5 separate regions of the Mus musculus genome follow, and regions 1, 2, 4 and 5 are each linked to region 3. Evidence: chromatin contacts called from public Hi-C, HiCAR-type and HiChIP or PLAC-seq data. All regions are on one chromosome and are shown on one strand. The core of a region is the stretch at or near the end of the contact, and the rest is flanking DNA. Distances in the headings are between cores, read along the strand shown.

What was found. A called contact is a pair of places that touch in the nucleus more often than the background predicts. HiCAR-type assays count read pairs that join an accessible place to other places. HiChIP or PLAC-seq counts read pairs in DNA pulled down with a chosen protein or histone mark.
Region 1: an H3K4me3 HiChIP or PLAC-seq map of embryonic forebrain shows a contact between it and region 3, with 3 times the contacts expected there. The contact joins the promoter of Eef2k here to the promoter of Ccp110 in region 3. A contact is called at or near these places in 2 of 39 promoter capture datasets (hippocampal neurons and liver), 3 of 115 datasets of contacts at active chromatin or transcription factors (embryonic forebrain, large pre-B cells and pro-B cells) and 2 of 9 other capture datasets (adipose tissue and liver).
Region 2: a HiCAR-type map of astrocytes shows a contact between it and region 3, with 7 times the contacts expected there. The contact joins the promoter of Mfsd13b here to the promoter of Ccp110 in region 3. A contact is called at or near these places in 3 of 39 promoter capture datasets (hippocampal neurons, liver and pre-B cells), 1 of 484 Hi-C or Micro-C datasets (B cells) and 1 of 115 datasets of contacts at active chromatin or transcription factors (astrocytes).
Region 4: a HiCAR-type map of astrocytes shows a contact between it and region 3, with 6 times the contacts expected there. The contact joins the promoter of Pik3c2a here to the promoter of Ccp110 in region 3. A contact is called at or near these places in 2 of 484 Hi-C or Micro-C datasets (CD4 T cells and uterus), 2 of 115 datasets of contacts at active chromatin or transcription factors (astrocytes and extraembryonic endoderm stem cells) and 1 of 9 other capture datasets (liver).
Region 5: a Hi-C map of B cells shows a contact between it and region 3, with 5 read pairs. The contact joins the promoter of Polr3e here to the promoter of Ccp110 in region 3. A contact is called at or near these places in 1 of 39 promoter capture datasets (hippocampal neurons), 2 of 484 Hi-C or Micro-C datasets (B cells and CD4 T cells) and 1 of 9 other capture datasets (adipose tissue).

Annotation. Positions count from the first base shown.
Region 1 is chr7:120,839,280-120,844,151 of GRCm38.p6, reverse strand. Eef2k (eukaryotic elongation factor-2 kinase) reads right to left here and starts at 1,321. Exons shown (of 18, transcript NM_007908.4): 1 at 1,052-1,321. Gm36449 (a long non-coding RNA gene) reads left to right here and starts at 641. Exons shown (of 2, transcript XR_378468.3): 1 at 641-1,553; 2 at 2,632-3,025.
Region 2 is chr7:120,979,238-120,983,764 of GRCm38.p6, reverse strand. It overlaps Mfsd13b (major facilitator superfamily domain containing 13B), which reads right to left and starts at 1,256. Exons shown (of 8, transcript NM_001374644.1): 1 at 1,035-1,256. Cdr2 (cerebellar degeneration-related 2) reads left to right here and starts at 1,453. Exons shown (of 5, transcript NM_007672.2): 1 at 1,453-1,788. The coding sequence starts at 1,713.
Region 3 is chr7:118,709,881-118,714,402 of GRCm38.p6, reverse strand. It overlaps Ccp110 (centriolar coiled coil protein 110), which reads right to left and starts at 1,860. Exons shown (of 15, transcript NM_001360794.1): 1 at 1,655-1,860; 2 at 155-297.
Region 4 is chr7:116,441,400-116,445,949 of GRCm38.p6, reverse strand. It overlaps Pik3c2a (phosphatidylinositol-4-phosphate 3-kinase catalytic subunit type 2 alpha), which reads left to right and starts at 2,492. Exons shown (of 33, transcript NM_011083.2): 1 at 2,492-2,646.
Region 5 is chr7:120,915,400-120,920,042 of GRCm38.p6, reverse strand. It overlaps Polr3e (polymerase (RNA) III (DNA directed) polypeptide E), which reads right to left and starts at 2,265. Exons shown (of 21, transcript NM_025298.4): 1 at 2,133-2,265. It overlaps n-TLaag4 (a tRNA gene), which reads right to left and starts at 2,526; the gene lies at 2,445-2,526.

The DNA.
Region 1 (4,872 bases), core at 72-2,571, 2.1 Mb before region 3:
TCTCTTGGGGCGAGTCTGATCAGTGCAGGGTAAAAGGTTTGAAAATACTATGTTTGTGAAACAGCGTGGCATGAGCCATTCAGGAAAGTCACGCCTAACGCGCTCAGACTCTCAAAAGAACCCAGTTCTTTGGAACAAAGGAGTCGCTCCCCGCTAGCCTTCCTTTCCCAGGAACTGTTGCCGCAGCAGAGAGGGGTGAAGAGCTAGCTGTCTAAGGTCGGGGTTTGAACACGGCCTGGACCCACTCCCTCCACTGGCTTCGTCCTCCTCACAGAGCAAACAGCACCTTCCCCGGGAAGTCTTCCCAAAACTTCACTCTTAACCCCTACACTCACAATCCTTGTTTACTTACTCTACATTCCCTACCTGGCCTCTGAGGATCTGGGGTCCACTCTGGACCTCGGCTTTCTCCTCCGTAATATCTGTTCAGTGGTCCCAAGCCAGGGAGCGCCTCATCGCGGAGGACGCAGAAATACTCCCCCAAGGAGAATTCCCAAGTCAGATCTCACTCTTCCGAAACGCACGCGATCAGTCACACACAGGGCGCAGCTGGGCAGGTTTCCCGCAATCCCCTTAGCCGACACTAGCTAGTTTTGGCCCAGGGCTCACCCAGGAGGTCCCCGCCCCCGCGCCACCAACTGCATACGAATGCTCAGCCCCTTGGCGCACAAGTCTCCAACGCCTGCCAACACCCCAACTCCCTCAACCAACAATGCTGCAAGGGCGTATGCAGCTCAGACCTCGAGGTTCCGAGAACTGAGGCCCGCATAGGCCTCTAGTGTGGGGAACCCGGCGAGGGGAAATGTTACTTGGGCGTTTCAGGGGGACAGGCGGGCTCGCCGAGGCACAGAGGAGACCCGGGCGGAGGCCCGCGTGCGCTGCCTGGTGCAACCAGAACTGCGCTCACCGCTTGCCAACGTCTTTCTTTCCTTCCTTACAGACGCAAACACTGAGCCTCGGGGGAAGCTCTGCAACCAGAGAAGCGCCCCAGTGGCCTTTCGGGGGGCTGCTGCAGCGGGACGCGCGGGCTCCCCATCTTCCCGTCACCTACCTCCCACAGTGTGGCAGGCGCGACAGCTGCTGCCCACGGCCGCAAGGATCCCAAGGAGCTGGCAAAGGCTGGCGGCCGGGCGCTCCAGGGTGCAGGGAGGGAGGAGAATCCCCGGTACAAAGCGCAGGCGACAGAGAGCCAGGCCCGCAGCCGCAGTGGGGCGCCTGAAGACGTCGGAGCGCTGGAGCCGAGCACGGGCTGGAGTTGGGGCTGCTGCCGCTGGGGTTGGAGCTGGAGGCTGGAGGCTGGGACCAGGGCTGGGGCGGGACTGACGCACGGGGCGCACGCCCGGGCTCACGTGGCCGTCCCCGGGTGGCCATCACCTCCATGCAGCCGCCGTGTTGTCTTCTGGCTCCCCCGCCTGTTGAACGCTTCCTAGACACCTGGGTCTAACGTTAGATTTCATGCTGTGTGTCTGGTGGCGCATACCCTTAACCCCAGCACTTGGAAGACAGACTGCGGGCGGATTTCTGAGTTCAAGGCCAGCCTGGTCGTCTACACAGTGAGTTCCAGGGCTGCACTGAGAAAACCTGTCTCAAAAAAAAAAAAAAAAAGGGAAATCTTAAGGATTTCATGACATAATTTTGAAGAAATTTAACACTTTCAAGAGAGGGAGGGGTAACGAAGGAGCAGGAGGGGGCAAAACAACAAAAATTGTGTTAAAAACTCATAAAGAATCCAAATTCATGGTAAGCACATATGTATTTAATATTTACATATAAATTTATAAATATAAGTATAGAAAATTATACACGTATATGTAAATATTTAATATATAACCTATATATTTTTGTTTAAATTTAATATTTGTATATAAACATATATTCGGTTTAAATTTATACAGTTCGGCCTACCTGACAATTCCAACTATTTCTATAATTTTTAATTAATAACTTTATCAGGGCCGGGCGGTGGTGGCAAATCCCAGCACTCAGGAGGCAGACACAGAAGGATCTTTGTGAGTTCAAGGCCAGCCTGGTCTACAGAGGGAGTTCCAGTACAGCCAGAGCTGTTACACAGAGAAACTTTGTCTTAACAAAAACAAAAAAGAAAAATCTTTGTCAAGCCTTCCTGGACTCTCTGGAGGGAAAAATCACAGTATTCCTAACTCTGAGCCTAGGGCCTGGCACATAGTGCTTAATGGGTGGGAACTTGGGCATGGTGGTAGACCTCTGCAGTCCCCAGAAAAGCAAGGCCAGCCTGGGCTACATGGTGAAGCCCTTTCTCAAAACTCAAATCTGGTGCAGTGCATGGAAGGAAGGTAGCCCTTGGAAGATGTAAAGACTGAAAACCAGTGGAGGCAGGCATGTGTACTTTGAGGTCATATCTCACCGTATACTTTAGAGTAAAAATCTAAACAGTTGCACATTTTGAGCTATTTGTCCATCCAGCTGCAGTCAGCTATATAAGGTATGCAGGCACGACTAGCTGTATTGTACAGATCATAGGACTGAGACTTATAAAGAATGTATCTTGCCCAGGGACACAGTTAGGAAAGGGTGTGATCTATTTCATTTAATAAAGCAACTGTTAATAGACTTACTGACAGGAGAAACACCATAATATCTATTCTGCCACAGGCTTGTCTGGCCTGGGCTTTCAGATTAAAGACCTGAAGACCTGAACCACCTTGAAGTTGTACCAGCAAAAACACCAGAAACATCCTCTACACTTTGTACTTCCAGAACCATGAGCCAAAAATCCACCTTTTAAAAATTACTTATTTTATGTGTATGGGCGCTTTGTCTGCATGTCTGTCTAAGAGTGTCTGGTTGTCCAGAACTGGGATTACAGTTGTGAGTTGCCATGTGTGTGCTGGGAATTAAAACCAGGCCTTCTTGAAGCACAGCCAGTGTGCTTAAGTCTCAGCCAGTGGTTCTCAACCTGTGGGTCCCAATCCTTATGTCTGGGTCAAATGCCCCTTTCATGGACTGACTGTGTGCTGTAAGCTGAAATAAACCCTTTCCTCCTCAGGTTGCTTTTGGTCATGGGTCTTATCACAGCATCTGACGGTCTGTAGTAGTGTGTTACTGGTAACAAAAGGACCTTGCACACAGGCGAGAGTACTCCTCATACCATTCCTCACAACCTTCCTAACTGTCCTCCACTTAGCACACGGAACAGGCTAGGAAAGTGGCTTTTCCAAGGTTATACAGAGGCATGGTTTAGCCCAGATCTGGGTCTATGCAGATCTCTTGTGTCCTGTAGGCTCTTTGGTGTTTGAGAGCAGTAAACCTGCTCTCCCAGGGGAAGTCAGGACTTCAGACTGTTGTCAGCATGAACATTCCCCGCAAAACATTTGATTCCCCCCCCCCATCCCCTTTCTTTTTAAGAGACAGGATCTTTCTACACAGCTCTGACTGTTGTGGAAACTCACTGTGCAGACCAGTGCTTCTGCCTCTCAAGTGCTGGGACTACAGGCATGCACCACCACACCAGACAAGTTTGATTTTCTTGATTAAGATCCCATGTTGCCACATGAACTCAGAAAGACGAGTGCTTTGTCCTGGAGCTGCCCAGCATGACAGCTCGAAGGATGTGTGCCCCACCTGGCCTGCCCTTCTGGAAGATCAGCCCCACAGCACAGGGAGCTGTACCACCACTCCCAGCTAGATCCATATTTTCAGTGTCTACTTTCCAAATAGATAATGACACTGAGTATGTTTTCCGGTACCCGTCAGATGCTCCTATAGAACCTAGCGATTCCACTCTCAGCTATATGCCTAAGGGTAAAGAGATTATGCACCATGCAAAAGAAATTGGAGGTGTTGATAAGATGGCTCAGGAGGTAAAGCCATTTGCCAAGCCTGACACATAATCCCGAGTCCATCTCTGGGACTCACGTAGCAGGAGATAACTAATTCCTGCAGGATATTGTCCAGCCTCAACATACATACATGCACATACACAAAATAAATTGCTGTAATTTAAAAAAGAAATTAGAATAGGTGCCCACATTTAAAATACAACAGCAAACCCAGCTATGTATGGGGCTGGATGGGGTGGCACATGCCTGTAATTTTAGAACTCAGGCCGAGGGCTGAGAGATCGCTTAGCCTTTGAGGACACTGGCTGCTCCTCCACAAGATCAGTTTCCCAGCACCCACATGGTTGGTGACAGCTGTGGCTCCAGCTCCAGTGGCTCTGATGTCCTATTCTGGCCTCTGCTGACACCAAGCATCTGCTGTGGTACACAGACATACATCCAGACAAAAATTTAAAAGTGGCTGGCTCACTATGTAGAAAATATCCAAAATATACAAAAAAAGAATAAATAAGTTTAAAGAAAAAAAAAAAAGGCTGAAGCAGGATTGCTAGTTCAAGACCAGCCTGGGCTGCATGGCTAGAGCAGTTTTTTTGTTGTTTGTTTTAAAGATAATTTACTTCATGAGTGTTTTGTCTGCGTGTACCACACACATACATGTTGCCTGTGGAGGTCAGAAGAGGATGTCGGGTCTGGGTCTCCTGGAACTGGAGGTTTCCAGTTTTGAACCGCTACATGGGTCCTGAGAACTGAACCTGGGTCCTTTTTGAGAGCTACAAGTGTTCTCACCAGCTGAACCACCTCTCTACCCCAGGACAGTTTTTATAAAGACTAGCAGAATCCATGAAATTACTCTTCTCCTATCTTAGGGTGTTCTGAGAGTGAGGCGTCTAGCTTTATTTGCCTATATGTTTGAATAGGAAAAGATCTGGAAGAATCCAGACCAGTTTAGTTTTGTTCTGTTTTTGTTGGTTTTTTTTTGTTTGTTTGCTTTTAATGCGGTGGGCCTCACTGGTAAAGGAAGACTTTTTTCTTTCAATTTTACACATAGGATTGG
Region 2 (4,527 bases), core at 7-2,506, 2.3 Mb before region 3:
ATTCCTGTAGGGACAGGGTTTGATGGTTGTGTGCCTTCTATCCCAGCACTCTGGAGGCAGAGCCAGCCTAATCTACATAGTGTGCTAGGCAAAGCTGGGGCTGCACAGTGAGACTCTGTACAAACAACAAACCAACCTCACAATGGGGAGGCTTTCTTGACCTTCACAAGACCATGTTCCCAGGAACAGGTGCATGTTACACTGATCTGAAAAGGAGCATCTTAGGACCCACAAGAATGATGGAGAGTGGCACGCCTAAGGCATCGTTAGCACTGAAAAAAGAAATTAGGGTGAAGTATTCCTTCCTCCAAATTACCCGAGATCTCAGAGAAATAAAAGTATCTCTGAGGATTTGTAGCTTCTTCCTAGCAATTTCTCCTGTTTTAAGCCATAGTAATCTGAGTACACTATTTTAAGGCCACAACTGGTGCTTTTTTTGGATAAGGCAAACTTTCAACTGCTTTCCACTTTAGTTCGGGTGACACTCCGGATCTGTGTGAAGGAGTTAACTTCAGGAGGTTTCTACCAAATCACTACTGCCAAACCTGAGTAATTACTCCCCTCCCCCCCTCAGTTGTCACAGTTCTTCTCCCGTCCTCTGTAGATGCTATCAGTTATAACATCCCCTCCCCCCCTCAGTTGTCACAGTTCTTCTCCCGTCCTCTGTAGATGCTATCAGTTATAACATCCCAAACATCTGCGCCGACCTTTCTGCCCTCTGAGAGTTTCCCTAAGTGAGGTACCCAAATATATTAAAAGTTTAACCCAAGAAACAGTAGTTACGGCTGTGTTAACAAGCTGACGCCGGCAAGCTGGCCACCAAGTGCAATGCCTGATCTTAGGTATTTATCCTGGGCTCTATGAACCTTTAAGAAATTCTATGCAAAACTGTGGCAACTTTTCTCAGGGGAGGCGGCTTCCACTGGCCAGCCCGGGACTCTGGAGTGTGAAGTGGGGTTGGTGACTGCCCTTTTAGGAGTTCATAGCCAGGCCCCTGGAAGGCCAGGGCTCCAAGATTGAGGAGCAGCTCTCACTCAGTAGCGTTCTCTCGGCTTTAACTTCCCGACGGACCATGAGTCTCCCTCCGAGCATCACCGAGGGCAGAGCCAAGGAGAGTTGGCCCGCATCCGAAACCCTCGGGTGGGAAGATGATGACCCGTGCCCAGAATTAGTAGTCCTCGGCACCCGGTGTTCGCCAAAGCCACCTCCACACTCCGGAACTGGAGTGCACTCAACTGAGGAGACGCGACGCAGACAAAAGAGGAGGGGCTGCCGACCGCACCCTCTTCGTCTTTCCCCGCCTCCTTTGTTCCTTCCTAAGCTATTATTGGCTGATGGTCCTCGGACCCGCGACCTTTTTTGATATTCTATTGGCTGAAGTCGCTGTCACTCTATAGGCGGCTCATTCGTGATTGGTCAAGGTGCCTCCCGGGTTTGAATCGTCTCCCCGGCTTTGGGAGGGTTCTGCCAAAGTGCCACGTTGGGCCGGGCAGCAGGCGTGAGGAGCCGGCTCCCGGCGCCACCCGGGGCGCGCTCGCTAGGGCGCCGGCCTTTGGGCGGCGCGGGATAGCGGCGAGAGCTGCTGCGGGACCTGCGTGTCCCGCCCCAGGGTGGCTCTGGCTGAGGGCGGCGGGGCCGGGGGAGAGCCCGGGGCAGCGGCCGAAACGGCAGGGCGGCGGCAGAGCCCGCTGCCCCCGGACGTCCCCGGCGACATGCTGGCAGATAACCTAGTGGAGGAGTTCGAGATGGAGGATGAGCCGTGGTACGACCACCGGGACCTCCAGCAAGGTGAGGGCGAGGTCGCCGGTCGGGAGGGGGGGGCGGGATTGTTGGGGTGGGAGTCCGGGGGTGGCAGGTGTGGAAAGTGCTAGAAAGTTCCTTAGGCTGGAGGTTTGGGATGCCGCGGCCCGGTGCTTCTTGCCCTCACCTGGCAACGGATCCGCCCATCCCGACCGCAGAGAGCAAGCGCGCGCGGCCCACGGCCCTGCGGGTGCGCCACACAGGCTGATGCTCGGTGCTTTAAGAAAGCGCTTGCCGGGTATGAGCGGATGGACCTCTGAGGTGGGCAGGAGTGGACCAGCTTGTCCTGCTCTAGAGGCGAGCTGCTGGCCTGGGTCCGGGTCGTGCTGCCCTGCCTGCCCCACATCGCCTTTCATGGTCCGCAGAGTCTGCAAAGCCGCTGCAGGTGGTGGGAGGGCAGTGCTGCTGTGCGGTACCCGCGCCATCTCTCTGTGAGAGTAAATTTTTTTTTTTTTGTCCCGTTTTCCAGAAAGCAGAGGCTAAAAGATTTAGGTGGATTCCCTAAAGCCGAGTATGAGGAGCCTGTAGACACTGTTCAGTTTCTTAGCATCCCAGTTTACAGCTTACTCAGTTGGGTATTAAACTGTTTTGTTTTGTGTTTTAATTTATTACTTAGCCATCGTTCATCGGGGGCTAAATGAAATTATTCGAGGGCAGCTCTTATCATGCGCTTATCTTTCTTTCGGGTTTTCAATTAAAAATAATCCTGCCTTGGTTTTCTTGCATCGGGGCATCTCCAGAGACAATCTCAAGAGTGCCCCCAGTCTGAAGCCAGTGGCCCATTTTCTTGTACATTCATAGCAGGATTTTGTGTTTGGGGACACTGATAGGCCGGCCCTCAACACCCTGGTAGGCTCCTTTAATTCTCCCAATAGCATAAGGTGCTGCAGTAGGTACCTCTGGCTGAAGAAGATACTGTTGGGGAGACTAGGTATTCACGGCAGACCCCAGAGTAGACATTGTTAACCACCATGCTGAGGGATCCGCAGGAATCCTTTGTGCTATTCTGTATAATGATCTCCACTCCAAACTTTTTGGGAAAATTAATATCTCTTTTGAGTTGGCTACTAAACACCGCCTCTTGTTCACAATTCAACTGAATCTGATGGGGGAAAAATTCGGGCTTGAATGATCCATACTTAGAAAAAGAAAACAGGTAGCTCTTTGGAGAGATGCTAATTTGTTTTTTGTTTTTTTGTTTTTTTTTTTGTTTTTGTTTTTTTGGTTTTTTTAATCCTGTCTGTCTTGATTTCTTAATGTGAAATGACCTAAGCCCACATAGATCCCTGTACTGCTATAATTGAAGCTGACTAGCAGTTACAATGCCGATTTGCCATCACATTTCTCCATGTCCACAAGACAAATTTGTTAGACATTTAGCCTACTTGAGATTTGCCCCATAAGGATTGATGACCTACTTTGATACTTGAGGACTGAAGCAACCATCGTGCGATTGCTTCTATGAAAGCAATTCATATAATCCAAGCAAGAGTTTTTTCTTTGCCATATTTAAGAAGAATCCAAAACCTTCAAGGACTGGCCAGTCTCCCATGTCTAACATCATATATAACACATCATAATAGAAACTTAATTTAGTATTTGTTGACCTGAACTGAGGCTCTCACACAAGATTAACGTTTTCAGCTCTCCTCAATCCAGAGCCCTAGTCTACCCAACAGCCAAACCCCCGTCTCCAGGAGGTTATCAGGAACCAGCAGTTGTACTATCTCGGTCTACTGAGTGGTAAACAAAATACGTTTGGTGCTATGTGTGGCACTCTTAACTTCTGATCCAGATGAAGGTGTCACATCTTCAAGTCTAACAAACCCTAACCTCTGGGCTAATTTACTGTTGATTTCCATTTGGAACTTCTTCTCTACTTTCCAGAGGCTTTCATAGCTGTTATCACAGTGGACTTTGCCATGGCTTCTGCATCATAAGTAGCCATATAAAGTACAAATGGAAGATATGAAATCCTGCTAGCTCATTAATATGCCCATGAAAGAATGATGGCTGCTCTTTTGAGCATCTTTTCCCCATTTTGTTGACTTACATGTTAAATGGTTTGGTGTGCTGGGATTGACCCTAGGCCCTCCGTGCGTGCCACGTAAGCAGTGTACCCCAGAGCCAGCCTAGAAGAACTACCTTTGAACAGAGTTTACAGTTGTTTCTCAAGAACATACTGGCTTTTTTCTAACCTAGGTATTAATGTAGGCAGTGGCACCACTTGTAGCCAGCTATTAGGGAGGCAGGACTCCCACTCAATGGGATGCTGTTCATGAATCTACTCATAGAGACATCTGGAGATGCGAGTAAATAAATGGGACACCTTCAGCACTTGCTGCTAAGGAGTTTGCGAACAGCTCTGTCTCTGTGTAGATTAAGGAACTCTAGTCGGATTTTATCATGTGTTCTTTATGATCTTCTTTATTAACTTATGTAGATTTGTATTAGATAGATGGCCTAAAATAAAATGCTTTACAAAAATAGTGAGACTTGTTTAAGACTAAACAAGCCTCCCACAATAGGCTGGGCCCTCCCACATCAGTCACTGATTAAGAAAAAACCCTATGGGCTAATGTACAACCCAGTCATGTAGAGATAGTTTCTCAATTTTGGCGCTCTCCTCTCTGATGATAGTACTATATTGTGTATCAAATTGACACAAAACCAGCCCGGGTGTATATGGAAGCCAGAGGAAGACTTGTGTGGGTCGGTTCTCGTTCC
Region 3 (4,522 bases), core at 611-3,110:
TTCAAGCTCCAGTGCTCATGTGAGACTGGAGAACGCTCCAGAAGATCCAGCGCATGACTGGACCTTCCTAACCTTCAGTTTCAGCCCATCCTAATTCCCCTACCTCAATCACTAGCACATCACCTTGATGTTTCCCAGCTTCCAGAGTACTTACCACTATCTGAAATGATCTCGTTTATTTCCTGGGGTTTTGTGTATCTTCTTCCACCAAAACGTAAACTCCATAAGAACAGGTACCTTCTCAGTCTTGCTCACTGGTTCGCCATGACACACAATGGTGTCAGCACGTGGTAGGCACTTCAGACAATTATTGAATAAATTAATTAGGGCAAATAGATCAAGCAATGTAAAGCAAGACTAGCAGAATGAAGAGAATTCTGAGAATGGCAACTTGGAGAACAACCCTATTCCCAGAGAACTAGGTACCTCTCAATTGCAAAAGTAGTCATTAAAAAGAGAGTCCGGGATTCTACAATTGTGCAAGAGGGCACTACATTTCTCACACCAGTTACCACTTGCAAGCAAGGTTTATTTTAAGGGAGTCTTGATGACAAGGTGATCCCAACCTCAAACCTACCACCCCATACTTTAGCATCAGGCATTACTGGTCCATGGTCCACTTACATTCACACCAGCCTCAGCAGGTCCAGGCATGCCTTTTCTACTCCATTTCTACCTAATTACAAGTGACCTTTGTCCAGGAAGTCTCTTGGCAAACCCTATAGCCTCATGGCTCCTATCTACTTATTCATAACCTGTACTCAGAAATGTCACTGAAAGGAAAGGCGAAGGTAACACAGCTTCCAAGGCTGGCTGCTTACCACTAAGTTTTTCCACAAACACATAAACTTCCTACAGAGTCTGTAAAGGGAGAAAGATATGCTGTTTAAGGACATACTAGCTGTTCGTACATTCATGGTAGGCTAATATCCCTGGACCCCACCATCTATAAAGTGGGGCTCTGTCTCAAGGCGATTTTATGAGAAAACAATGAGCTAAGGCACAGACAGCAATCGCAGGACTGTATGTAGGACAAATAGAAGCATCAGTAAGTGGAAGCTGCTTCCAAACGGAGGATATAATGGTGTTTTTATCACCTCCGTGTGAACTCTTGGAGAAGAGACAATTTTTGGTTCTTCCTGAGACTCAAATGTGACTTGAAAACATGAGAAAGGGCTTTCTCATCCAAATCCATCTCTTAAGGTAGGAACCACTTAACAGCATCATGGGTGTCTGAGAGAACCAGCTACATTATCCTGCAGATGCCCCAGAGTGGCAAAGCTGGTGTAAACAGCGCTCCTATGGGCCTTTGGTTGCGGTAACCAGTATTTAGAAATGGCCAGTGCACACCCCGGGGGACGCCTCCATCTCCTCCTACACTACCTCCGACACCAAACTGAAGTCACCATGAAGTGCCTACTCTTCAGCGCAGGATGCTTCACTGGGCGGAGCCAGCATCCAAGCATCCCCTCCAAGTCCCCCTGACCCCGGTCCTCAACTCCCGCCTCCCCATTCCCGATGCCTTCAAGGGCTCGTGACCGAGGGAAGCCAAACCGGGTCCGGAACGCCGGCCTTCTGTCCCTCGGGACACCAATGCCGGGTCTCACCTCAGCCTAGACCCGTAGGAAAACGAACCCAGTCCTCTTGCACACACCTGACACCTACTGCCCGGTCAGCTTCTCTGCCCGTGGACCAGCCTCCTCTGTAAGCAAAGGCCTCAGTCGGTTTAGACAGAGCGCATCTAGGTCCTCCGCCTTCTCCTCCTCCTCCTCCCCGCCATATTACGGGTCCCTCAGGCGGCAACGCGGGATCCTGGCAACCGCTGCCGCCGCCACCAGCTCAACTCCACCCCTCAGGGCCGGTACTTCCGGTGGCTGTTTGGCGGGCAGTTGAAGCGGTTGGGCCTCCATAGACTACAATTCCCAAAGTGCACTGCGGTCATCAGCAAGCGCTTACATGAGCTTTACGCAATCGAGATGCACGCTGGGAAGAGTAGTCTTCACTGCAAACTAAGGGCTTTGACTATAAATTACCATAGAAAGTCTCCTCAGGGCCTTAAACCCCAAAAGTGTTCCTGGGAAGTTGTCGGGTATTTTTGTTTGTCTGTCTGTCCGTCCGTCCGTCCGTCTGTCTGTCTGTATAGAGATAGTCTCCTGTTTGGTCGATGGAAAATGTACAACATTCACCCATGTTTTCCCTATAAATGAAAAATGTGGCTGAATCGCAGACACCAACTCAAGGCTTTAATATATTTGCACTTCTTTGCAGATCAGTTGCGGGGAATATACAGAGGAAAAGATAACTTCAAGTTGGCAAAAAAAAAAAATCCACCAATATTTTTTATCAGTTCTTACCTAAATTACTCACTAAGAGCTTTTTTGATTTAATGACACCATTTCCATTCTATAACTGGGCTTTGCCGTCCTCCTGGTGCTTATTTTTGTTTATGTATAGTGGGAATTTTAAAGAGCCTACCAAGAGTGGTTGTGAGGCATAACAGAGAAAACTCTTATACTGCACCTGGTACAAAAATCTCTAATAGGAGGAAAGGGTCATCTAGAGAGATGCTCAGTCACTAAAGCATTTGCCACTCAAGCATGAGGACCTGAGTTCAGAGCCTGAACACTCCCCTAAAAAGGCTCTGAGTCCTGGCTAAAAATTATAATTGCCAGTCCTGGGGATATAGAAATAGGAACTCCCTGGCGATCTCAGGCCGGCCATTCTAGCCAGTTTCAATGAGATCCTCAAAAATTAGGGTGGAAATTGACTGAAAAAGATACCCAACAGAGATGGATATCTCTGGTCTCCCTATACATATGTACATGTGTGTATATATATATATATATATATATATATATATATATATATATATATACACTCATGCCAAAAAATAAAAATAAAAAGGTAGGCTAAGAGCTGGAGGCAGAGGAATCATGGGATGATGGGTATCAAGAGGTGAGATCTGTCCCACTAGCACTATCCCAGTGAAACACTGGGACGCAGAGAATGGGCTCTCAGGCAAAGGCTTTAACAGAGGCAGTGCCTCAAGAAGGGTGGCATGAGGGGACCATGGTGTGAGGGACAAAGCTGACAGAGACAAGAGTGCCCCATAGCAGTGAGTGAGCCCTGAAATGGAGTCCAAGGTCCAGACATGTTCTGTTAATCTTGAGGACAATGTAATGTGGGGCTTTGGGGTGGGGGTTCCACTTATAACTTAATAATAAAGACTTGGAGACCTGTGTATAGTATAAGGATGTTGGCTTGTTTGCTGGGGCAGTCTCTCGGTTAGCACATCTAACTCAAGCCAAGTTCTCTGCTATTATAGTTCTCTGCTCTACTTCCATGTCTTTTGCCTCTGTCAGTCCTTCTACCCCAGCTCTTTATTATGCAAAAAGCCACACTAGAAACTAACGCAGTTGACATTGAAAAGGTCAAGGCTATGTGACCTTTGCCAAGGCATCTTGCCTTTTCTTTTTGAGCAGGTGGGGAAGGAACAAACATTTGCTTAACCTGCTCTGCAGGCACAGGGATTAAAAACTGAGAATACACCCGGCAGTGGTGGCGCATGCCTTTAATCCCAGCACTTGGGAGGCAGAGGCAGACAGATTTCTGAGTTCGAGGCCAGCCTGGTCTACAGAGTGGGTTCCAGGACAGCCAGGGCTATACAGAGAAACCCTGTCTTGGAAAACAAACAAACAAACAAACAAACAAACAAAAACTGAGAATACAGGGAGATCTTTTCATAGCCGATGTGGGAGTTAGCCCAACCACAATGAGTTCTTTAAGCACAGACCTGGAACTCCAGAGATCCTTGGATCAGGTGTGGGCTACCATTCTAATCTGAGAATGAAAAGTCTTTTAAAGAAATCTCTTCCTCCTGTTTTCATTTGTTTGCTTGGGTTTTTTGTTTTGTTAGTTTTAGGGGAGCTGGTTTTGTTGTTGTTCCCTTAGTTTGTTTTTTGTTTTTTAAAACAGGGTTTCTCTTTGTAGTCCTGGCTGTCCCAGAACTTCTGTTGACCAAGCTATCCTTAAACTCAGAGATCGGCCTGCTTCTGCCTCCTGAGTGCTGGGATTAAAAGCAAGTGTCAACATGCTCAACTCTCAAGAAATTTCTGCTTGTATAAAATATACATCAAGTCTGGGGCATGAGTCAAGTGCCTGCCCAACAACATAAGGATGGGTTTGATTGCCAGAATCCACTTTTAAAAACTGGGCTTTGATGCAATCTCAGTGCTGAGCAAGGGGGGGGGGGGGACACACAGGTGAACCTCTGGGACTTACTGGCCAGCCGGTCTAGCCAACCTGGAGAAGCTCCAGTCTAATAAGAGAATCTACTACCAACAAAAGGCGGATGGTGCCTGAGAAACAACACCCAGTGCTGTGCTGTGACCTTCATGTGAAGGTGCAAACATCTGCAGGCTGGGATATGTACACACACACACACACACACACACACACACACACACACACCCATGAGCACAGAGACAGACAGACAGACAAAAGCAGAGAGATACAGATAGAA
Region 4 (4,550 bases), core at 1,243-3,742, 2.3 Mb after region 3:
GGACTTCCAGGGGTGCACAACCATGCCTAGTTATTGATGGCCTTTTAAAGCTCTCCTGTTAAAATTTAAGGGCAGTGAGAGGGTTAAAAAGGTTGGGCTAAGTAGTAAGATCTGGGTTTGGACTCTTTTTTTTTTTTTTTGGTTTTTCGAGACAGGGTTTCTCTGTGTAGCTCTGGCTGTCCTGGAACTCACTTTGTAGACCAGGCTGGCCTCGAACTCAGAAATCTGCCTGCCTCTGCCTCCCGAGTGCTGGGATTAAAGGCGTGCATCACCCTGGACTTTTATTTAATAGCTGGGTGGCCTTTGGAAAATTGCTTTTCTCTCTGGTCCTCAAAGTGCTCAAGTATAAATCAAGGACATAATGGCCCCTTTTCATTCAGGTTGTGGGTGGGATTCAGTAATGCAATTCAAAGAACAGGGTCTGGTTTCAGGAAATGCTCCATAAATGTCAGCCATTCTTTTTATATATGGTAAAAGAGAAAGGGTCCCTATTTCGTACTTGGTACTGGAAGAAGTTTGGGGGTATTGGCTATGCCATGAAGTTCTCTGTGGGAAGTTATGGTTGGAGCAGTTTAAATGTAATGCAACCCCTTAATTCTTTTTTTTTTTTTTCCTTTTTACTATCAAGTCTTAAAATTGAAGCCAGTAGGAGAAAGTAGCTGTTAGCTAGTGTCTAATCGGTCTCAAAGGACAGCAAGCATGGTTTGCACTTTCTTTACAAGTCTGTTCACATTGTTTAACAACCATCGGCAGGCACCACTGCCAGGCAGAGGAGGGGCTGAGAGGGGGCTCCTAGCCCAGCTTCTTGACACCTAACAATTTGCAATTGGAAGCTACCTAAGTCTTCAGCTTCTCAGTCTACTGCACTTCCTACCTGTGGGGCCATACAAAAGCCACAATAAATGAGAAAGCCAGAATTTCAACAAGGATTTGTTTGAGTCAAACCAGGGAGGGCATAAGCTACCAGGGACCAAAAGAAGATAGTTCCCTTTCTCGATCAGAGAGATGAGAGAGAGAGAGAGAGAGAGAGAGAGAGAGAGAGAGAGAGAGAGAGAGAGAGAACACCAAGTTATCTTCCCATAAGACTCAGTGTTTTCTTTTCTTTCCTAAAGGCACACTCTGTTTTCCAGCAGAAGGTAGGAAGCCAGTCCTGAGAGAATTCCTTTTCCTCACCCTTTTAAATCTTGAGGAAGAGCTGCCAAGTGTATAAATTCCTCCTTTGATGAGAAGATAAAGCAGAACAATGCTGTAGAGCTGAGCAGATTCCTAAGGGACATTCTTCTGGGGTGTGTAAGCTTGCGTGGAGGTGGGGCTAGTAGACAGCTAGGGGCTGGGAGGGAGGGTGGTACAGCCAGAAGTTGCTCCTAGACTTCTCCCTAGAATAGCCTTTCCTTTTGCTTTCAGCTAGTGCTGGAGACTAAACCTACTTAGGTGCACTACCACTGAGCTAGGTTTGTTTGTTTGTTTTTGGAGACAGGTCCTGAACTGCTGAGCTTTAGAGTAATCTCCTGTCTTAGCTTCAGCTTGGACTACAGGAAGATGCCACATTCTCATATTCCCTTCCCTGCCCTCCTTCCCTGCCCCCTTCTCCCGCTTCCCCTTAAAGCAGAACTTCATCCAGCCTCTAGAAGTGCAAGCGTGTTTATTTAAACCAAAAGGATCAGAGGTCTCTCCTCCCTTACTAAAGGAAAGGGGGAAATGCTGGGAATACACTTCGAAATCCCAAAACCCAAGCAGACTCTGCCAGTTTACGTTGCCATTCCTCTCCTCCGACAGTTACCGACAGTCGTCTTTTGCAATCTGTAAAACGGGAATAATTCTCCCATCTGCTTCACAGTTTTGAATCAGACAACAGAGCGCTAAACTCTTTACAAGCCCAATTGCAGTCCGCGCTCACGAGAAAGGTATGATTACTATGGGGCCTGGGTGTGATGTCTGGCCGAGCGCTGTTATTACCGGGCTAACCTTGCCCACCTGGCCGCGGCGGGGCTGTCAGCAAACACCAAGGCGAGAACGCCGCACGCACGCATCCAGCCCTTTCCAGGGCCCACACGACGAGCTAATGCAAACTTCGAAGCACCTGAACGTCCGCGAGAGCTCGCCGACCGCTGGAGGGAATGAAAGATTTCGTCTTGACTGTTCTTTTCTGTCTTCCAAACCAAGCTAATCTCTGGGCGGCCTGGGGCCAAAACCTCAAACCAGGCAACCGCAAGCCAGAGATCAGAGGCGCGCGGTGCTGGGACAGGGCCCGGGAACAAAGGGCGCTTCGGAGCTCGAGGCCGGCCAGGAGGAGTCCCGGGGTAGCCTCCCCGAGAGGCCCCCGGCCGGCCGCGCCTAAGACACCCATTCCCCGGGGCAACCACACTCCATCCCGCAACCTCCCCGCTGCTGCCTTTCAGGCTCCGCCTGCGCCCCGCCCGCCATCTCAGGTAGGCCATCCGCGTCGGCCAATCGCAAGGCGCTCAAGTACGGGGGCGGTGCTTGCACCATCGGAAGTGACGTGCAGAGCTCGGCTGGCCGCGGAGTCAGTCGAAGCTCTCCTCAGCGGCCGGCTGAGCCAGCTGAGGCGGGAGAAAAACATGGCTCGGACCTTGGAGGGCGCGAAGGCTCGGGTTGCGGTGAAGACCAAGACTCCCGCAGCGTGAGGTGAGGGGCTGCCGGTGCGTGCGGAGCGGGACCTGGCTCTGCGCAGCCGCCGAGGGACTCAGAGGGGAGGGACCCGGCCGCCGTGCCCCTTGGTCACTCCATCCTCTCTGACTCCTTCCTCGGGGCCCCGTCCCCCACCCGACGGTCGCCAGCGCCCCGCGCCAGGCCCCTTTGTCGCGGGCCGCCGGACGCTGCTGTCCCTCGGGGGGCGGGGGAGGGGAAGCCACCCCACGGTCCCCCGGGACAGCGAGGGAGCCGCGGTGGCGGTCCCAGGCTCCTGTCCCGACTGTTCTGGAGAGTGGCTGTTGAACTTCTGCTATGGCCTCTTCCTTCTCCTCTCCCAGCTCGGTTTTTAGAGCCTCGGGTGGTTCTTTTTCTTCTGAGACCCTTCACCTCGTTACCTTAAAACAAAAATCCAGAAACTGCTTGCTTTGGGAACGCAATGATATTTGTGTATATTTAGTGCATCATCTTTCTGCTAGGGCATTAAAGTAAGAATATTTAACTCTTCCTGCGTGACTGAGGAACAAGGAATAATTGAAGAGGAGGGGAGTGTATACGGTAGTTCTTTCACCGTGTTGTCCTGATAGAAGGTGAAGTCCTAATTAGTATATTTTTATTTTAGCCAGTGGGTGTTTGAATTCAGTGACACGAAGGAAGCATCCCTGTTTGAACAAGATTACTTCTTAAAAAGTATCCCTAAATCTTTCCAGGTAGGTGTCAGGAAGAATACTGCCTTCGGGGCGGGGGGCGGGGGGGGGGGGAGATCACTGAATGTGGTACATCTCAAGCCAAGGACAGAAAATAAAAGGCTATTCTTAGGGGGTTGGTGAAGTAGTGTTCGGGAAGAGAGGCTGCGCAGAGGTCCTGGAACACTGGTTCCAGGGAAGACTTTGTACTCTTGCCTCCCTGATGGTTCTTTCTCCACGAGAAACTGTTAAGTAGCTCTGCTGTAATTGGAGTTGGTTATTCAAGGTTACAGACCACGCTGAAGTGCCTTGGTTGAAATTTTCAAGTTTTTGAAACTGCCTGCAAGTTTGGCATTCAGTGTTTTGAATACTGAAAAGCATTGTAACTGAGAGAGAGATATTTGTTAACTCAAACTTAGTTTCAAAGTGATTTTTAACATAGATACATAATAAATACAGCACCTCCACAGATTCCCATGGGTGCTGGCGGAATTCATATTGAAAGCAGTTTGTCTTGTAAAAACCTCCGTTGTCTTGGGCATGGTGGTGCACCCTATAATTGCAATGCTTGTCTGCACTGCAGAGCTCTGGTAGGAGAGTCACATTTAAGGTCCGCCTAGTCTACCTAGTGAGACACTGTCTCTAAAAATGATAATAATAATAAAGGAAGCAAAGCTGGGTTATGATTGGTGTGCATGTTGCTTGCAGTCTAACTTGCAAACATTATACTTTAGTGGTCTCAATCTTTTTTCATTTTTATAGAGCATAAAGGTTGACTTGTTTGCTTTCAGGATTTTAGAAACAACTTTCTGTAATTAGCTGTGTAAGTGTATAATTCTTTGTTGCATCTATTTAGAGCTCCAAATTTTCCATTCAGTTTTATGTTGCTATGTACATTTCTGTGCCCAAGAGTAAATCTGGCATATTGTTTGGAATGTAATAAGTTCGGCACATTCAGTGCATTTCTACCTAAAGACAGGCTGTTTCTAAGAGCTCAGAGTTTGCCTCACAGCATCACATCAACCCTTCAGATCAGGAGAGGTACAAAGCACTTTCTTAAATGCTTTAACCACATACCTGTAGAGATGAGCCTGAGCTACAGAAGACTAGCTCCAAAAACAAAAAGCAAAACAGCAAAAGTTCTGTGAGCTGGGGGTATAGCTAAGGAAACTTGTCTAACCACAGGTTTGATTCTCAGTACTTTCAGAATGAAGT
Region 5 (4,643 bases), core at 1,016-3,515, 2.2 Mb before region 3:
TTGCAAAATAAAAATGCTGGTAGCAAGACCCCCCAACCCAATTTTACAACACTCACTAATGAAACTTGACCTGTCAACAATCCAAGCTTCCAAAGCAAGCTGTGGTGACCCATGCCTATAATTCCAGCACTTGGGAGGCTGAGGGAGGAAGATAACAAGTTTGAGGCCATCCTGGGCTATAACATAGCAAAGCCTCATCTGGAAAAAAAAGTTACAGACACAAAACAAACAAAAAGGCTTCCCTAGCTCCACCCTCCTATCTCCAATGCTCAAGAGACTGCCATTCTTTGTGACTGTCAGTAGCAATGCTACTATAGCATTGCTGCCTTGCTCCCAACCCTCCAACTGTCCCATAAAACAAATCCTTCCATGGACCCCTAAGCCCTTACACGATCTTACCCCTGTCTCCACATAAGCATCTCCTCATGGCCTAGTGACCAATTACTGAACTTCTAACAGGCCAAGCCCCAAGCATCCTTGAGGACACTCTGCACAACAATCCCAGGTCATTTTCTTTTTTTTTTTTCTGGTTTTTCAAGACAAGGGTTTCTCTGTATAGCCCTGGTTGTCCTGGAACTCACTCTGCAGACCAGGCTGGCCTCGAACTCAGAAATCCACCTGCCTCTGCCTCCCAAGTGCTGGGATTAAAGGCATGAGCCACCACTGCCCGGCTCACCAAGTCATTTTCTGGATGCTCATTTTCCTTATATGTAACCACTGCCAGTCCTTCCAGGATTAGACGTGTTCCCTGACAACTCAACTGAAACAGCCGCTTCCAGCCCCTTCCATTACAAGCATAATTCCTTATTTCCTGAATGGTCCTAAGCTGGAACTTCCTGATCTGCTTGCTGGTCAGGTGTTAGCTGTCCTCTGTACTAGACTTTAAACTCTACGAAGGCTTCTCTATGCTTCACATTCCTGGACCATTAAGTGGAGATAATAATTATACTTGGTCGTGGTTATGGGATCATTACTTTTAAAATTAAAAAAAAAAAATCACAGTTCTTTCTCCCAAATATTAATGATGCCAGGCATCAATATAGTACCAAATAATACTCTTCTCATTAGCTGTGCAAATCAAAATTTATAGTGCCCAACTTCGAATTGGTTTACCCAAGGTCACAGCCCCCCAAGAAAACAGGTAAAGAAATCCAAATCTAGCTGATGCCAAGAGCCTTGGTTTTATTCTTAACTAACATGCTGCACATCTCTTTGGTAAAAGGCAGTATGGTGTAGTGGTTAAGAGGTTGGACTGCCGTGCAAAACCTTACAGGTTCAAATCCTACCTCTTCAATATAGCAGCTGATTAGCGACGTGAATTGCATAACCCTGGGTCCTTTCCTATTTTAAACCACACACCGGCTTCAAAGGGATAAGGCGAACCTAGAAGGACTGTTGCTACGTGGCAACATGTTTTCTTCCAATATAAGACCGAACAAGACAGCCACAAATGAAAGAAGCAGGAGTGTCACCCATCTTACACTCATTAAAACACCGTAGCACGGGAATCATATCCCCATTTCACAGATAAAGGTATGATCTTATCTTTTCGCTCCCAAACCCAGGAACTCTAAAACAATATTCCAGGATGACCCGGTATGTGCACCATCCCCCGTTACTGGAAGGTCCCCGGGTCCACGAAGCAGTCGCCACTCTGCTTAAACACAGATCAATGAATGAGGCGTCCCGGGCCCGCTCGGGCTAAGCAGAGTTGACCAGGTTCAACGACCCCTGCCCATGCAGGCGGCCCCGAGTCCAGTGGCTTTCTCCATGTCGCCGGTGCTCAGGCGCCCTTCCCACTCTTCCGAAAGCCGCCACGCCACCGGGCACCAGTGCCCTCGCAGGTGCGGTTCGGGAGCCAGGCCCGGGCGGGGCAGCGCGGCCGAAGCCTGAGTCAGCGCGGGCCGCACCGCCGTCGTCTCCCCACCGTCCAGCCGAACGGAGCGACCCAGGCCCGGGGCGGCCTGGAAAGCCGGGCGGCCACCTTGCGCCCTGCCCTGGTCCCGGGAGGCCGCGGCCCCTCGGCACGCAGCGGCGGGGGCCTGTCTGGCCTAGTCAGCAGCGCGGCCCGGAGCACCGAGCGAGTGCGACGGCTGCGACCCGGATCCCGAGGCTGCCGAGTCGGGGCTCACCTCTCCGCCGGGGCCGCGCGCGGGCGGCGGAACGGCCCAGGGACCCGCGGGCTGCAGAGACGGCGGCGGCCGGGTCTTCTATCAGGCAGCGGCCATGTTCCTGCTGGAGAAACTCCGCCGGACACGTGGGGGGAGCGGGGCCGGCCCTCGCGCTTCCTCTTACCCACAATGCCCCGCCCCGGCGCGCGCGGGACCGCCCCTTCGGCGAGCTGCTCGTGGTGCAGAGAGCGCACATCGACAGCAGGGGTCGCCGCTGCGCTCGCAGAAGGAACCTAGAGCGAAAGACGCTGAGACAAAAGAAAAAGCCTGCCTTGGCAGCGGTGGGATTCGAACCCACGCCCCCGAAGAGACTGGAGCCTTAATCCAGCGCCTTAGACCGCTCGGCCACACTACCCAGCTGTTGACGTCGTTTTCTAAGAAGCTACTTATTGGATTGACACGTATATTTTCTTTCGATTCTTGGAGTTATATTTATTTATTTTATTTCCTGCCGATAGAAATTGCCATAAACAATATTATCATCATGCCACTTATTGAAATAAAAGTATTTAGATGCAAGCTTGTTCCAAATAAGTTTTAAAGCAAAGGATAGTTTATTTTGCGTTCTGAGTCAGTTGGTTAAGGTGTCAGGTTAAGCCACTCAGACACTCAAAAACCCGAATTCGATGTCTGGTTCTGTCAGTAACTTTCACCAAGCTCTCAGAGCTGAACTGTAACCCCAGGTCTGCAGAGTTCTATCTGAAAATTTACGTGTTTAAATTTTTAGTACACAAACAATTTTAAAACTTTGCAGATAAAATATATTCTTTGTAATATTCAAAATAAGATTCTTCGAGCTTTGACTTGCTCTAGTTTCCTAGTACCCAGCATTATTGGCTGATTGTACATCCTTTCTGCTCTTTTGCTGTCAATGTTTATCTCCATAGAAAATAGTTTTGTTCATATTGTGAATGGGTTGGTATATAAATATTAACACAGTAACACATAGAGATATACAGCTGGCTGGTTTTTCACTATACTTTTGATTTATTTTCTGTTTTGCTTTTGTTTTTAACCAGACTTTATTTTTAAGTATCTTTGCATGTTAATATGCCCATACAGACTTTTACGTTTACTTTATTTATTTGTTTGGGAGTGGGGAACGGGCGGGGGCGGGCCGTGGAGGTCAGAGGACAACTTGCCTGATGAATAAGTTCTTTTGTTCCACCCTGTGGGGGCGTCTTAGGTTGTCAGGCTTCGAGGCAAGTGTGTTTACCTACCTTCTGACCGAGCTATCTCACCAGCCCTAGATATTTTAAAACACTGAAAAAGATGAAAAAAAAAATAGTCACACACACCCCATATTTCCACCACCTAGAATTAAACTCATTTCTGCATTTACATTTGAACATGCATACATATTCATTTGTTGTTTAAACTAAGGTTCACAATGCCCAGGCTGGCTTTGAACTACGTGCATTGATGAGTTTGAATTTCTGATCCTCCTGCCTGCACTTCCTAAGTACCAGAATTACAGCCTTGCACCTGGCCAATATGGCATTTTGCTTCCAATTATTTTCTTGTGTACATAATTTTTATTAAAAGTTACACAAGTAAGGCCTTCGAAATGGCTAAGCGTGTAAAAGCATGTAAAAATCCCTGGGACCCACATGATAGAAAAAGAATCATCCACAAGCTGTTCTCTGTCACACATACTCACACGATAATTAAGTAATTAATTAATTAAGTAAGATACACAGGTGATAAATGTAATGTACACTTTAAAACTGTGTCTTAAAATATGGGCTAAGAGATGGTAAGCACACTCCTTTAGTACCAGCACTTGGGAGGCAGAGGCAGGTGGATCGCTAAGTTGAAGGCCAGCCTGGTGTACAGATGAGTTCCAGGACAGCCAGGGCTAAACAGAGAAACCCTATCATGGAAAAACTGTGTGTGTGTGGGGGAGGGGGTGGGGTGGGGGGTCTGTGTGTATATCTGTGTGTGTCTGTCTGTGTGTGTCTGTGTGACGTAATGGTGCATATCTATGGTCCCAGCCATCAGGAGGCAAATGGCAGAAGTTTTTAGCAGATTTGAAGCTAGCCTGGTCTACACGGTGACAGACTATGCTCCAGGCTAGACTGGTCTACATGGTAGAAGTGTGTTTCAGGCCAGTCTACATAGGACTACATAGGATATTCTGTCTCAAAACAAAAATAAACAAAAATTTAACAATATCCTGGACTATGAGAGTAAAGTCCACCACATTTTTAAAAATCCTCTCACAAGCACCCTTCCAGTTTACAAATAATATGAATTTGACATGTATCCTTCTAATAATTTTGAAAACTACATGCATAAATCCATGAGCAATATAAAGTGTGCTTTTCTGTGTTATCACAGGATACCAACACCTTGTTAAAACTTTTCTCCCATATTATGTTTTTGAGATCTATTATATTAGTCCATGCTATAAATAAACAATACTTGTTTCTAACTTTCAATATGGAAGGAAATACCCCTATCTGTGGCTTC